Regions from separate parts of the Pan troglodytes genome. Here region 1 is linked to region 2. A link is a contact called in public Hi-C data. All regions are on one chromosome and are shown on one strand. Each heading gives the region's core, a stretch centred on a gene start, on an enhancer-like site or on the middle of the called end of the contact. The rest is flanking DNA. Distances are from core to core; before and after follow the strand shown. Region 1 overlaps SLC24A3 (solute carrier family 24 member 3). Region 2 overlaps DTD1 (D-aminoacyl-tRNA deacylase 1).

The links. A called contact is a pair of places that touch in the nucleus more often than the background predicts.
Region 1: a Hi-C map of induced pluripotent stem cells shows a contact between it and region 2, with 1.9 times the contacts expected there. The contact joins two enhancer-like sites. A contact is called at or near these places in 1 of 7 Hi-C or Micro-C datasets (induced pluripotent stem cells) and 1 of 1 datasets of contacts at active chromatin or transcription factors (stem cell-derived excitatory neurons).

The regions. Positions count from the first base shown.
Region 1 is chr21:25,730,028-25,736,021 of NHGRI_mPanTro3-v2.0_pri, reverse strand. The region is part of intron 1 of SLC24A3 (solute carrier family 24 member 3); the gene reads right to left. It overlaps LOC134809212 (collagen, type I, alpha 1a), which reads left to right. Exons shown (of 3, transcript XM_063803324.1): 2 at 1-571; 3 at 2,213-2,358. The coding sequence ends at 2,237. Among named protein-coding and RNA genes, the nearest start is that of SLC24A3, 160 kb to the right of the region's middle. Within about 2 kb of position 4,446, at least 1 of the 24 cell types and tissues checked has an H3K27ac peak or open chromatin away from gene starts, as enhancers often do. A contact at or near this core is called in induced pluripotent stem cells, where this site is marked.
Region 2 is chr21:25,137,691-25,144,236 of NHGRI_mPanTro3-v2.0_pri, reverse strand. It overlaps DTD1 (D-aminoacyl-tRNA deacylase 1), which reads right to left. Exons shown (of 6, transcript XM_016937518.4): 4 at 5,483-5,589. Among named protein-coding and RNA genes, the nearest start is that of DTD1, 37 kb to the right of the region's middle. Within about 2 kb of position 5,231, at least 2 of the 24 cell types and tissues checked have an H3K27ac peak or open chromatin away from gene starts, as enhancers often do. A contact at or near this core is called in induced pluripotent stem cells, where this site is marked.

The DNA.
Region 1 (5,994 bases), core at 3,197-5,696, 590 kb before region 2:
CGGGGGGCAGTGCCTGGGACACAGCCCGGCGCTGGCCGGCATGGCGGGGAGGGGGCGCGCTGGGAGGAGACTGGGCTGAGGAGGGATCCCTGTGTGCAGTCCTTCAACCCTTCTGTGCCAGGGGAAGAGGGACGGCGCAGGGGGCCCCCTCTCGGGAAGCACACACGCTGCCTCCCAGAGGCCGATCTTCACCAAGAAGGATTCGCTGGAAACTTTCGGAAAAACCGAGGGGCTCTTCAGCCTCCTCTCTACTTGCTACCTGGAGTCGGGGCGCCGCGAGTGCGCTTGGCTGCCCGCGCCCAGCCTCTGGCCTCGCCTCTTCTCGCGGGCCTCCCGGGTTTCCCTCTGCCCCCTTGCGGGGATCCCCCTGTGCGCCCGACTCGGGATCTGGAACAGGCCTCCCCAGAGGCTGTTGGTTCCGTAAGGGTGTCCGGGCTCCCCCCTCTGGCTTGGGCTCACACTTCGCTTTCTGTTCGTGCTGGACCAAGCCCAATACTGTGGCTGATCGAAGTGGGGACAGCTGGCACGGTCCCTGGAGAGGCGGCCTGAAGAGGCTTCTGGCCTTGTGCAGGTAACACCAGCCTGCCCTACCTCCAACGTTAGAATCTTAGTCCTCCCATTTCCCCCATTCTAGGTCTCCTGCCCCTCCTTGCTGAAGGTGTGGGCTGCCCTAGAGATGGCTGGACTCACGACCTGCCGCAGGTGCCCATTTGGAGGGGATCCCTGGCCATCCCAGACACAGCCCACTCTCCCTCGTTGGGCTTCCCTGGACTCTTCCCAGATGCTAGCCTGGGGCTGCTGGCTGGGCTGAGGAGGAGATGCCATTGTTGGGGGGAGGGGGGCGCTGAAAACAAAAGACCTTGTCCAGAAAGGGATCACCTGAAACCAGGTGTCTGTCTAGGTGACTGTCTCCATGGAATCCATTCAGATCAGGGAATCTAGCTTCATACCCTAAGGAGGTGGGAAGGAAGCAGAGAACCTCTGTGTAAGGCTCCCCAGTCTAGGTCTGTTCAAATGTGTCCCCACCTGTGACTGACCTACCCCCCCGACCTCCTCCCAGACAATCCCTGACAGCACCTGGGGACAGCAAGGTCACAGCAAAGGGCAAAGGAAGTGGTCATAGGTGGCCTCCTTTCCAGGGAAAGGCCATCTCACCCAGGGAGACCAGAGACTTTTCCTTCGTGGGTATATCATTTATTACTGCTGTTCTCAGCCTGGCATCTTCCAGACACTCAGAGTACCTCCCCCACAATGCCTGAGTGGTTTTCCCTTTGCTTTGGCTGCAGATACTAAGGAGGGTGTAAAAATACGAGTTGATCCGTGCTGGAGTGTGTGGGGAGAATTCTCTAGTTGTGTTATCTCCATCAAGCTTTTGCAGACACAGAAAAGAAAGTTTAGGAGCTGAGAAGAATTCAACTAACCAGGAAAGTCACTCAAATAGTGTTTTCTAGTGAAAACGAGGGAAAATAAAAGGTGAGAGAGGGAATCTGGAATTAATTGAGTTAGGAAATGAACACTAGCTCCAGGGGAAAATACCATAGGCTCAAGGAATTGTGTAATCTGGTGATGGAGGGGGAGTTAGGAAGGGAGCCAGGAGGAAGGAGTATAACCAGGAACTGGTAATTTCTTGGAAATTATCTCAGCACCAGGAGTGTATGTGTGTGTGTGTGGTGGGGTGTGGGGGGAGAGCACTCCTGTGGCACACAGAAATGATTCTTGGGTTTCTATTCATTTTGACAGATTTTGGAGTGAAGGCCACTGTTAAAGTAAAGCACAGAGAGTGATTCCTTGGGCGGCCAGGCACCACCTAGGGAAGAAAGGTGGGGATCCTGGTCCCTAGGCTGACAGCAACTGAGACCTGATAGGTTCCTCAGCCTGCCAGGTGATGGCCAGGTGAGACAGGCCTCAGGAGCTCCTCTCCAAAGAAAACAGTCATTTTTTTTCCTACCTGTCCCTTTCAGTCTTTGGAAGCTCCCTCCAGAAACTGAACTGTGAAAGGAGCAAGAGTTGAAATGAAGAATGTGCTCTGATACTTCAGTCTGAGAGTATTTCTTTCCTGGAGAGAGAGACATCACTCCTAGATGTGTGGGGGTCTTCACCCTTTCAGGAATAAGACAGGTGTCTTTACAGAGCACCTCCCCACCTTGGGCTGGGTTCTGGGGTCACTGTCTACTCCCCCTGTTTTGACCTCCCATAAACATTCTGTTTTCAGGTCCCTGCAGAGACTTTGGACCTGATGTGGTGAATAAAGGTGGTTAGTCTTTCTCACAGTTCTACCTTTAGGACGAAGAATAGAAAGCCTCCCGTGACTATATTCACTAACTCTCAGCCCAGGCCAGATCATCCACCAGCCAGTGAATGGGACCTCGTCTGTGGCCAAACTAAGTGCAGCTCGGTGCCCTCCTGTGATATTTCCAGCTCTCCAGCCTCCTGCTGCCCACAGCTCACAGACCTCATGGAGTAGTTTCCAGGACAAAGCAAGGTTATGTCTCCACAACACCAAACATTCCCAGGTGTGGCAGGCAAGCCATTGATTTAGAAGAGAGGAGGAGAGAGGAAGAGAAAACCAGAAAAGGCACTTTCTTGGTAAAGAGACATCAGCTTTCTCACCATGGCTGTTTCATAACACAAGGAGACCTGGCCCAAGCTCAGAGGGGAAAGACCCCTGGGTGTTCATGGAAAACCTTTAAGCACAGTGAGACCAAATGTTAGTAGATGGGGGATAAAAGGGAGAAATTCATGGAGTATGCCTAGAACAGGCCTTGTACGCAGCATCCCCTTCTTGCCTAGGGACTTGAAGGGCCAGGCTTCCTGTCATTGCCTCACTCAAATGTAGCCCAGGAAGACATTAGACTGATAGCACTGATCACCTCCAGACAAAACCCCTGCACCTGCACAGTCACATAGACTTGGACAAAACCCCATCCTTACTAAGGAAGACCTAACAACTATTTCTTCTCACGCGCATTCTTGTCCACCGTCTTTATCAAAAAGCCAGGAAAACTGCTTCTTCAGACACTTTCTGAGCCGGCTGTATTTTGAAGGACAAAAAAAAAATTACTCTTTTGAGAGCATTGTGTCTGCAAGGTGGGCTCACATTATTTTCGGTGATCAGTTTATGACTGGAGTTCAAATAGACTGCTTATTTTATAAGAGTTTTTAATTTTGAATTTTCTTTTTGCCCAACTGTGTGCATTTGTTTGGTTTTTAACTCACCACATGAATATGACTATAGATTTTTTTTTTCCTAGTTGACCATGGTCAGATTCACAATTGCCTTAAAAAAAAATTTGTTGGCTGGGCACGGTGGCTCACACCTGTAATCCCAACACTTTAGGAGGCTGAAGCGGGTGGATCATCTGAGGTCAGAAGTTCGAGGCCAACCTGGCCAACATGGTGAAACTCCGTCTCTACTAAAAATACAAAAATTAGCCAGGCAGGGTGGCGCATGCCTGTAATCCCAAGCTACTCAGGAGGCTAAGGCAGGAGAATCTCTTGAACCCGGAAGGTGGAGGTTGCAGTGAGCTGAGATCACGACACTGCACTCCAGCCTGGGTGGCAGAGCGAGACTCTGTCTCAGAAGAAAAAAAAAAAAAAAGAAAATGTGTTGAAGTATAACATACATGAGGCAAAATGCACACAGCTTAAGCATTAACTCAATGACTCTGTATATATGTATACATCCTCACAGATTCCAGACCAAGACATGGAACATTTCCTGCTCTCCCTGAAAGTCTCCCTGTGCCAGGCCCTCCCCAGGCAATAATTCCCCAGAGATAGTGCCTCTTCCCAACCCTGAACCCTAGATCATTGTTGCCTGTCCTTGAACCTCAGATAAAGGGAGGCTGCTTTTGCCCATCTTCGTTTTTGTGATGTCTGTCCATTGTGGCGTGCATAGCTGTGATTTGTTCTTTTTCACACTGTGAAGGTGTAGGTGGTTTTTACCTGATGCTTCAGTTCCCTTCCAACTTTAGTATAAGCCAAGAATAATCAAACCACTACATCTGGATCAGAGACAAATGACCTCCCAGATTGGCTAGTTTTGTAAGGAACTTCAGTTGAAATTGAAACAGTCATCAGCTGCTTCTCAAACCAGCTACAGTACATAAGGAGGAGCCCAAGGGAAACTGCAGGACAACAGGTCCACTGGGAAACTTCAGGGAGCCAAGCTGTCAAAGACAAGCACAGAAAAATTCCTGCAATGTGCATTAGACTTTGAGGCAGCTTTTAATGGCAAAAGTCAGTACAACCCATTTCCTTTTTCTTCTAAATGAGAGGAAAGTAGAATAGGTTCCATCAGGAAAGATTCACACCCAGGCCATGACAAACTCATGGAGGATCCTGTCAATCAAATTCCTTTCTGCTGGGCAGAAAAAGTACATGTGAGCTTGTTAGTAATGTGCATTCCCAACCTATCCTGAGGATGTGGGACTCAGGAAGCCCAACAATCTGCCCTATTTACAAGTTCCCAGGTATCCTTTCATATTAAGATTTGAGACCTGCTGTTTCAGAGAAAGGGACAGCTTGGCATGTATTTTTTGGTAAATCCTGGAGGGCAAGTCTAAAAAGCAAAAATATACCGCCCAGCACCTATCTGTCGATATTTTTAATTGACTTGTTTGGAGTGTTTGGAAGAAATAAAGACAGAGTATGAAAACACAACCCGTAGCTATGTCTATATGTATTTCATTTTTCACTTGAGTACTATGTTTCTTAAAGACTCCTGTAAGAAATAATTCAGAACCACATAAAAAAGAGATTAAAATTTTTAGTCCACAGAGGACAAACATTAAGTATTCACAATTTGAGGAATTTGTTCATTCTGTCAGGATCATTCAGAAAGAAAACACATACATGCCACTAATTTAATTTTGCCCTTATAAACTTGGGCAGACAAGGTGCTGAGTGTGGCAGAGGAGCCTGGGGAGAGCCCTGAGGGCTTATTTTTGTTAATATACAAATATTAGGCTTAGGTATCCCATATTTTAAATCAAGACAATAGATCTAAAAAATGTTTTAGCATTTTTAAATTTCAAAACTTCATCCTGGTAGACCATGATATGCAGTACATCTTAAGTGGAAAAAAAAAAAGAAGCTACACTATGAATTGTACAATCCCATTTTTGTAAAGTTAAGCAAAAATCATCTCTCTCTCTCTCTCTATCTCTGATTACTTTGGGATGTGGGATTACAGGATTTGGGTTGGGGATCAGAGAATGTAGAGGGACTTTCACTCTTTATTTTATACTCTTCCATAGCTTTAAAATTATTTTTCTTCCATCAGTATGTCCAGTTTTTTTAATTAAAAAAATAAAGAAAAATTAAAAGAATCTGCTCATGTGTAAGCAGTTAAGGCAAGTTGACTTAAATGAAAGGAATTGAAATGGTTTGACTTTGGCAGGGTTGAGCACGAGGCTAGGCTGGGCCTCCAGGCCTGGCTTCCAAGGAGCTGCTCCTCCCTGCCATGGCTGGCAGCTCTGTGCCCGAGGCTCATTCGGAGGAGCCCTGAGATGACAGGGGAAGGGCAGCCCAGCCAGGTGGCCTGCTACGGCTGGAGCAAGAAGCTGGAATTCTGATTCTGATTTGGCCACAGATCTAAAGTATAGTCCTTTCCTCCCCTGTGCCTCAGTTTCCTCAATGGTAAAAGATGATGCCAACCTTTCCACAGAAGGGTGCTTTGCGGCAATGAAGCATTTTGAAAATACAAAACATTCAGATGAGAGAGATGCCAAAGTCAGTTGGCTCTTTGTACTTTAGACAGCCCTGTGTTATTCTGATGGGGATAATCACAGCAAACCCCTCTTGCCCAAGGCCTCAAATCTGACTGCGGAATCCACTTCAAGCCCAGCTCAGCTGTCCAGTGCAAAAACTTGAGTGGTAAACACATGACCCATCACCAAGTCGTCATCTTCAGAGAGACCTGAGGCTAATGGGATGGTCTCACGTTACACAGTGCTGTGTCCATCTCCTCATCTCAGTTCATCGCCCAGGTTT
Region 2 (6,546 bases), core at 3,982-6,481:
GGGAATCCCTTCTACTTTCCATATCCTTAAAGGTCAGCTAAAACCTCCGGTCCCCTGGGAGGCCCACTCGGCTGAGAGGCAACAGCAGTGACAATGACCTTCTCTGAACTCAGGACATTCATAGACACCACAGCCCACCAGCTGTGAGCACCACTGCTAAACAAACACCACCCCTCCCACCCACACACACCTCCCTGGACAGGGCAGTGAACAACACTCAGGGAGCTTGAGTTTTATGAGTGGTGTGGACCATGATAGCAGATGGTGTGAAGTCTGTGAAATACACCATCAGAGCAACAGGGCAGAGTAGAGTAGCCGAAGGGGCTTCCTGGGAACTGTGGGGGTCAGAGATTCTTGGAGAAGGAGGGGGAGACCCTGGAATTGAGACAAGAGCTCCGAGGTAGGAAAGAGCTTGACCTTCTTCTCAGCAAGGGAGAGGAGGCAACAGCAGATGCAGTAGGTGAAGCATAGGGATGGAGGGAAAGACAGCCGCAGAGCAGGCAAGAGAGGGCCATGGATGCCTGGTCACTTAGGCCTTGGGAAATAACAGCAAGGAATGCAAGGCTTCAGCAAAATGCACTTGGAAGGCACTGAAGAGTTCTAAGGAGGAGCACAAACAGAACGGTCTTGTAACCTTTCCTAAGTTGTCTTATGCTGTCCACCTCTTTCACTGTCATTAACCTTTCAGGTTTATGTTGCCCAAAATCTATCCCCGGCTGCACAGGCTGGGCAGCAGCAGTTCCTTCTCTTCCTCACAGTGCCTAGCACACCATCAAATACCAAAACGACACTTGGTGCTTACATACATACACAAATGCATGCACACATACCCACATGCACATGGGCACACACATCACATATACACACACACATACACACACATACACATATGCACACATACCCATGCACACATATACATCCATATACACACACACATCATCCATTTGTTCAGATAGTTTAAAGAACTTATTTATATTTTAAAAGAACCTGCTAAAAGAATCATTTTTCTATAACGTTGAGATTTGCCAAAAGAACCATTTTTCTTTAATGTAATTGTAGCAGTTTTCATTACTGATTGGAATATAATGGAAAAATAAAACACTGAGAATTAAAAGCTTAATTGATAGAAACACGTGTTTATCTATCAGTAAAAAGAATTTGGCTGTGCTCCTCCTATCAACACAAAAGCAAGCAAATTAGCTATTTGCTCCATGAGGAAACTCCTTCTAATTCAGAAGAAAAGGCAGAGAGAGGCCCCAGGCACAGGCCAGCACCAACCTAACACAGGCCGCTTCCGCGCCTACCCGCCGCCACCTACTGGAGAGCTAGGGGCAGAGCGCAGTGCAATGTCCAGGGTCTGAAGCTTCTGGGGGTCAGGAAACTGGTACATGTAAATGAAGTTGATGCAAGACAATTTGTGTATTTGAGGAGAAAACTCCTAAAGGATTCAGAAATAACTAAAAGTCTTTTTTAATCCTTATAAATTAACATGGCTCGTTAGAAGTTTAAAAAATGCCTACTTGAGGATTTTTTGATTTGGGGAGAGGGATTTATTGTATAAGGTGTACAGCATGATGCTCTGATCTACACACACATAGTGAAGTGATTACTACAGTCAAGTAAATTACATGTCCAGCATCTCACACAGTTACCGTCCTTTATTCTGTGTGTGCTGAGAATTCCTAAATCTACTCCCAGTGCACAATATGATACTGCACTCCTTATGGTGTACATTAGATCTTGAGACTTACTCACCCAAAATAACTGCATCTTTGTACCCTTTGACCTAAACAAGAAGAGGGTACTGGTTGAAAGAAAGGTGAAGATTCTAAAGGCAAAATGTACTATTCTACCATTTTCAGAAAAATATTTAGAATGAAAAAAAGACTAAAATTTTTCTCCAAATAGAGTTAAAGCAGAATAATAAATAAAAACTATGGAATAATGATCAAATAAAACCAGAGGGAGTAGCCAGAGGCAAGACAAAAACCCAGAGAGAATGACGTCCTGGGAAACAAGGCTCCAGCCATTTCCAGGGGCAAAAGTGGGCAGCAGTGGCAAGAAAGGGGTTCTGAAAAATGGGCATGAAATAAAGCAATGTGAGGTCACTGGGGCCCTCGGTGAGAACCTTTACAGACCCAAGGACACTGTGGCAGAGCAGAAGGGAGGAAATGGAAGCATTTCTCAATTGGAGACATTTGGGCATATTTAAAACCCAATGGGATAAGATGGATGACTGTGAGAGGCAGACAGAACCAACAAGAGGACAGAGGCTTCCAGGAAGCTGCTGAGGAGGTGGAAGGGAAGGGCTCCAAAGCCCAGGTCGGTCTAGACCCACAGCCGAGCAGTCACACAGGCCCCATCTTCAGAGGGGCCCCACCTTTCGTTTTATGCTCTATGTCACCACCTTGAAATTTGTAATATTTTTTGAACAAGGGGCCCCACATTTTCATTTTACACTGGGCCTCTCAAATTATGTAGCTGTTCCTGGCCCCAGGGAGAGGCTGGCCTCAGCCCAGGAAAGGGTAGCTCTGCTACCACGGTGGCAGAAGGGGGATAGAGAAGCAGAGTCAATGCCATCTGCTGGCTTCTTTCCCTGCAAAGCTGAGAGAGAGCTGTCTGCTGTGAATGAACCAGAGGACAGACAAGGGGAAAGAGGTTAGCACTTCATCTAACATGGAGGTATCTGGTAGACTTCACCTGAACCAAGTAATAAGGCTGGTATCACAGGTAACAAGACAAATCAATACCACACACCTCCTGGTAGGATGCACTATGAAGGGCACAAGATCACTTCTGTGCTATTTCCTATTCCTGTCAACATGCATTACCTCAATATAATCATAGAAAACCCAAAGTGAGAAACATTCTACAAAACAGTAGACTAGTACTCTTGAAAAGTATCAATGTCACAAAAGACAAGGAAAGGCTGAGGAACTGTCACAGATTGGAGAAGACTAAGCAGAAATGACAACTAAATGCCGTGTGGAATCCTGCATTATCCCGGAGCAGAAAAAAGACATTTAAAAAACCTAGTGAACTTTGGCTGGGCGCGGTAGTTCACACCTGTAATCCCAGCACTTCGGGAGGCCGAGGCGGGTGGATCACGAGGGCAGGAGATCGAGACCATCCTGGCTAACATGGTAAAACCCCGTCTCTACTAAAAAAATACAAAAAAAATTAGCCGGGCATGTTGGCACGTGCCTATAGTCCCAGCTACTTGGGAGGCTTAGGCAGAAGAATGGCATGAACCCGGGAGGTGGAGCTTGCAATGAACGGAGATCGCGCCACTGCACTCCAGCCTGGGAGACAGAGCGAGAATCCGTCTGAAAAACAAACAAACAAACAAACAAAAAACCTAGTGAACTTCAAATAAGGTTTGTAATATAGTTAATATAATAGTACTATATCAACATTAATTTCAAAGTCTTGGTCATTGTACTATGGTTATGTAGACATTGAAATTAGAGGCAGTTGGGTAAAAAAGTATATGGAAACTCTGTTTTTTCAACTTTTCTGTAAGTCTCAAATTATTTCACAATAAAAAGCTTACATTTTCATGTGGACTTTTCATTTGTGATTTTTTTTAATGTCATTAGTCATTCCAAGACCCTCAGTTACTACCACTGAAGTCTAGCCTACTACATAAGACATGTTCCTCAATACAAAAAGAGTCAGAAACTGCTACGGTTTGGATTTGTGTCCCCACCCAAATCTCATGTTGAATTGGAATCCCCAGCATTGGAGGAGGGGCCTGGTGGGAGGTGACTGGATCATGGGGGTAGACTTCCCCCTTGCTGTTCTCGTGACAGTGAGTTCTCATGAGATCTGGTTGTTTAAAAATGTGTAGTACATCCCCCTGCTTTCTCTTATTTCTGCTCTGGCCATGTGAAGATGTGCCTGCTTCCCCTTCACCTTCCACCATGATTGTAAGTTTCCTGAGGCCTCTGCAGCCATCCTTCCTGCACAGCCTGCAGAACTGTGAGCCAATTAAATCTCTTTTTTAAATAAATTACCCCGTCTCAGGTATTTCTTTATAGCAGTATGAGAATAAACTAATACAGAAACAAAAAAGAAAGATTATGTTCCACTTTTAAAATCTGGCTTTGGCCAGGCATGGTGACTCTTGCCTGTAATCTCAGCACTTTGGGAGGCTGAGGCCCTAGGTGGATCAGTTGAGCCCAGGAGTTCAAGACCACCCTGGGCAACATGGTAAAACTCCCTCTCTACACAAATTCAAAAATTAGCCCAGCATGGTAGCGTATGCCTGTAGTCCCAGCTACTCAGGAGGCTGAGGTAGGAGGATCACTTGAGCCTGGGAGGTCGAGGCTGGAGTGAGCCATGATCGCACCACTGCACTCCAGCCTGGGTGACAGGGCAAGACCCTGTCTCAAAAAAAAAAAAAAAAAAAAAAAAAAAAAAAAAGGCCGGGCACAGTGGCTCACACCTGTAATCCCAGCACTTTGGGAGGCCGTGGCAGGCAGATCACCTGAGGTCAGGAGTTTGAGACCAGCCTGACCAACATGGAGAAACCCCGTCTCTACTAAAAATACAAAATTAGCAGGGTATGGTGGTGGGCGCCTCTAATCCCAGCTATTTGAGAGGCTGAGGCAGGAGAATTGCTTGAACCCAGGAGGCGGAGGTTGCGGTGAGCCAAGATGGCGCCATTGTGCTCCAGCCTGGGCAACAAGAGCGAGACTCCATCTCAAAAAAAAAAAAAAAAAAAATCTGGCTTTGAACAGGTTGCCCAGCTTCACGTTTCTATCACGCTGTCCCCTTACTGCTGCATCACTGGCCATCACAGCATCCTAGCAAGGGAGGGAGACCGGGAAGGAAGAATGGAAATGTTTGCTCAGTCCTTCTTCCTCTGCCTGCCAGGCCCTACATGTCTCTATCCAGTGAGTGTGTTAATTAAGCCTTTACAAGTATGCTAAGCATCTATGAGACCACGCGGGTTCCAAGGACTATTACACATTTCCTTTCTCTATTTTAATTAACTTTTATTTCATGAAAGCTTACAAATTGGCAGTAAATCCAGGTCAGACACTGCTTTAGAAAAATGGAGATTTACAGCAAACCTTGGGGGGCACATCTACCCACACCTGGGACCAAACCCAATTCAGGTAACCATTCGGAATGGGTGAACCGGCCAATCCAGGGCCATTGCTCTGCTGCCACCCAGGGGCAGGTGGGCGCCACGGCACCTGGCCAAGGGAAGGGAAGCCCAGGGGAAGAACCTGGCTCTGCACAGGACATGTCCTCTGGAATTCAAAGGCAGGACGAGGCAAGGGAGAAGTGCTGTACCCACCGGCCACAGTACTCAGGAGTGCACCGTAAACATGCACTCTTGGGAAGGCAGGCATTAAAATAAATACAAGGTTGCAACAATGATGTATTTCCTCAGACCGAGGACTGTTCCAGGGACTAAAGAGATGTTACAGGCACCCAAGGGACGGAGCCAGGCACCAGACTCCAGGCTTACCTGCTTTGGGTCAGAGGTAGCAGTGCCGGGAGCTGGCGATTCCAGCTCTATGGTCACAGGCCCATCATTCTGAATGTGCACCTGCATGTAGGCCCCAAACTTGCCATCTGAAAAAGCAATCCAAACAGTTACCAAAGATGGAGACACCAGATTACTCCATCCAAAAGCACACTGTATTAGTTCATTTTCACACTGCTAATAAAGACATACTCAGTACTGGGAAACTTACAAAAGAAAGAGGTTTAACGGACTCACAGTTCCTCACGGCTGGGAAGGCCTCACAATCATGGCGGAAGGCAAGGAGAAGCAAATCAGATCTTACATGGATGGCAGTAGGCAAAAAAAGAGAGAGCTTGTGCAGGGAAACTCCCGTTTTTAAAACCACCAGATCTCGTGAGACTTATTCACTATCACGAGAACAGCACAGGAAAGACCCACCCCCATGATTCAATTACCTCCTACCAGGTTCCTCCCACAAAACATACGAATTGTGAGAGTTACAATTCAAGATGAGATTTGGGTGGGGGCACAGCCAAACCATATCACACACCTAGATCAGCGTGATCCAAAACCCAGGTCACAGTGGGAGAAGGAGGTTGACCGGGAGGAGGATCAGCCACTCAACACAGGAAAAGTTAGCCAGCCTTGTAAGAGGGATGGAAATGCAGGATTAAGTAGCACAGATGCTGCTTCGTGCCCAAGAGATTTGGCAAGAAATAAAAGGTCTGGTAACACCAAGGGTGGGAAAGAATGTGGGTTACCAGGACTGTACATGGTGGGAAGGCAAACACAGAGCATTCTGGAAGGCCATGTTTGCACTGCATGCAGTGAAGCCCTCCATCTCCCTCCATGGAAGGCACTGCTTTTGGGCTACTGCGGCACAGGCAGGCCTCACACCCTGAGGTCCTTCCGCAACCTGGGTGACCTCCATGAGTCTCTGTTCCTGCTACCACAACCTCACAAATTCCTTCTCTGAGTCTTTCCTACCAGTGGGTCCCTAACTTCAGAAGGACTCAGCAATATGGGCATGCCAACAGACAGCTTTCTTTGGCCCACAGACAGTA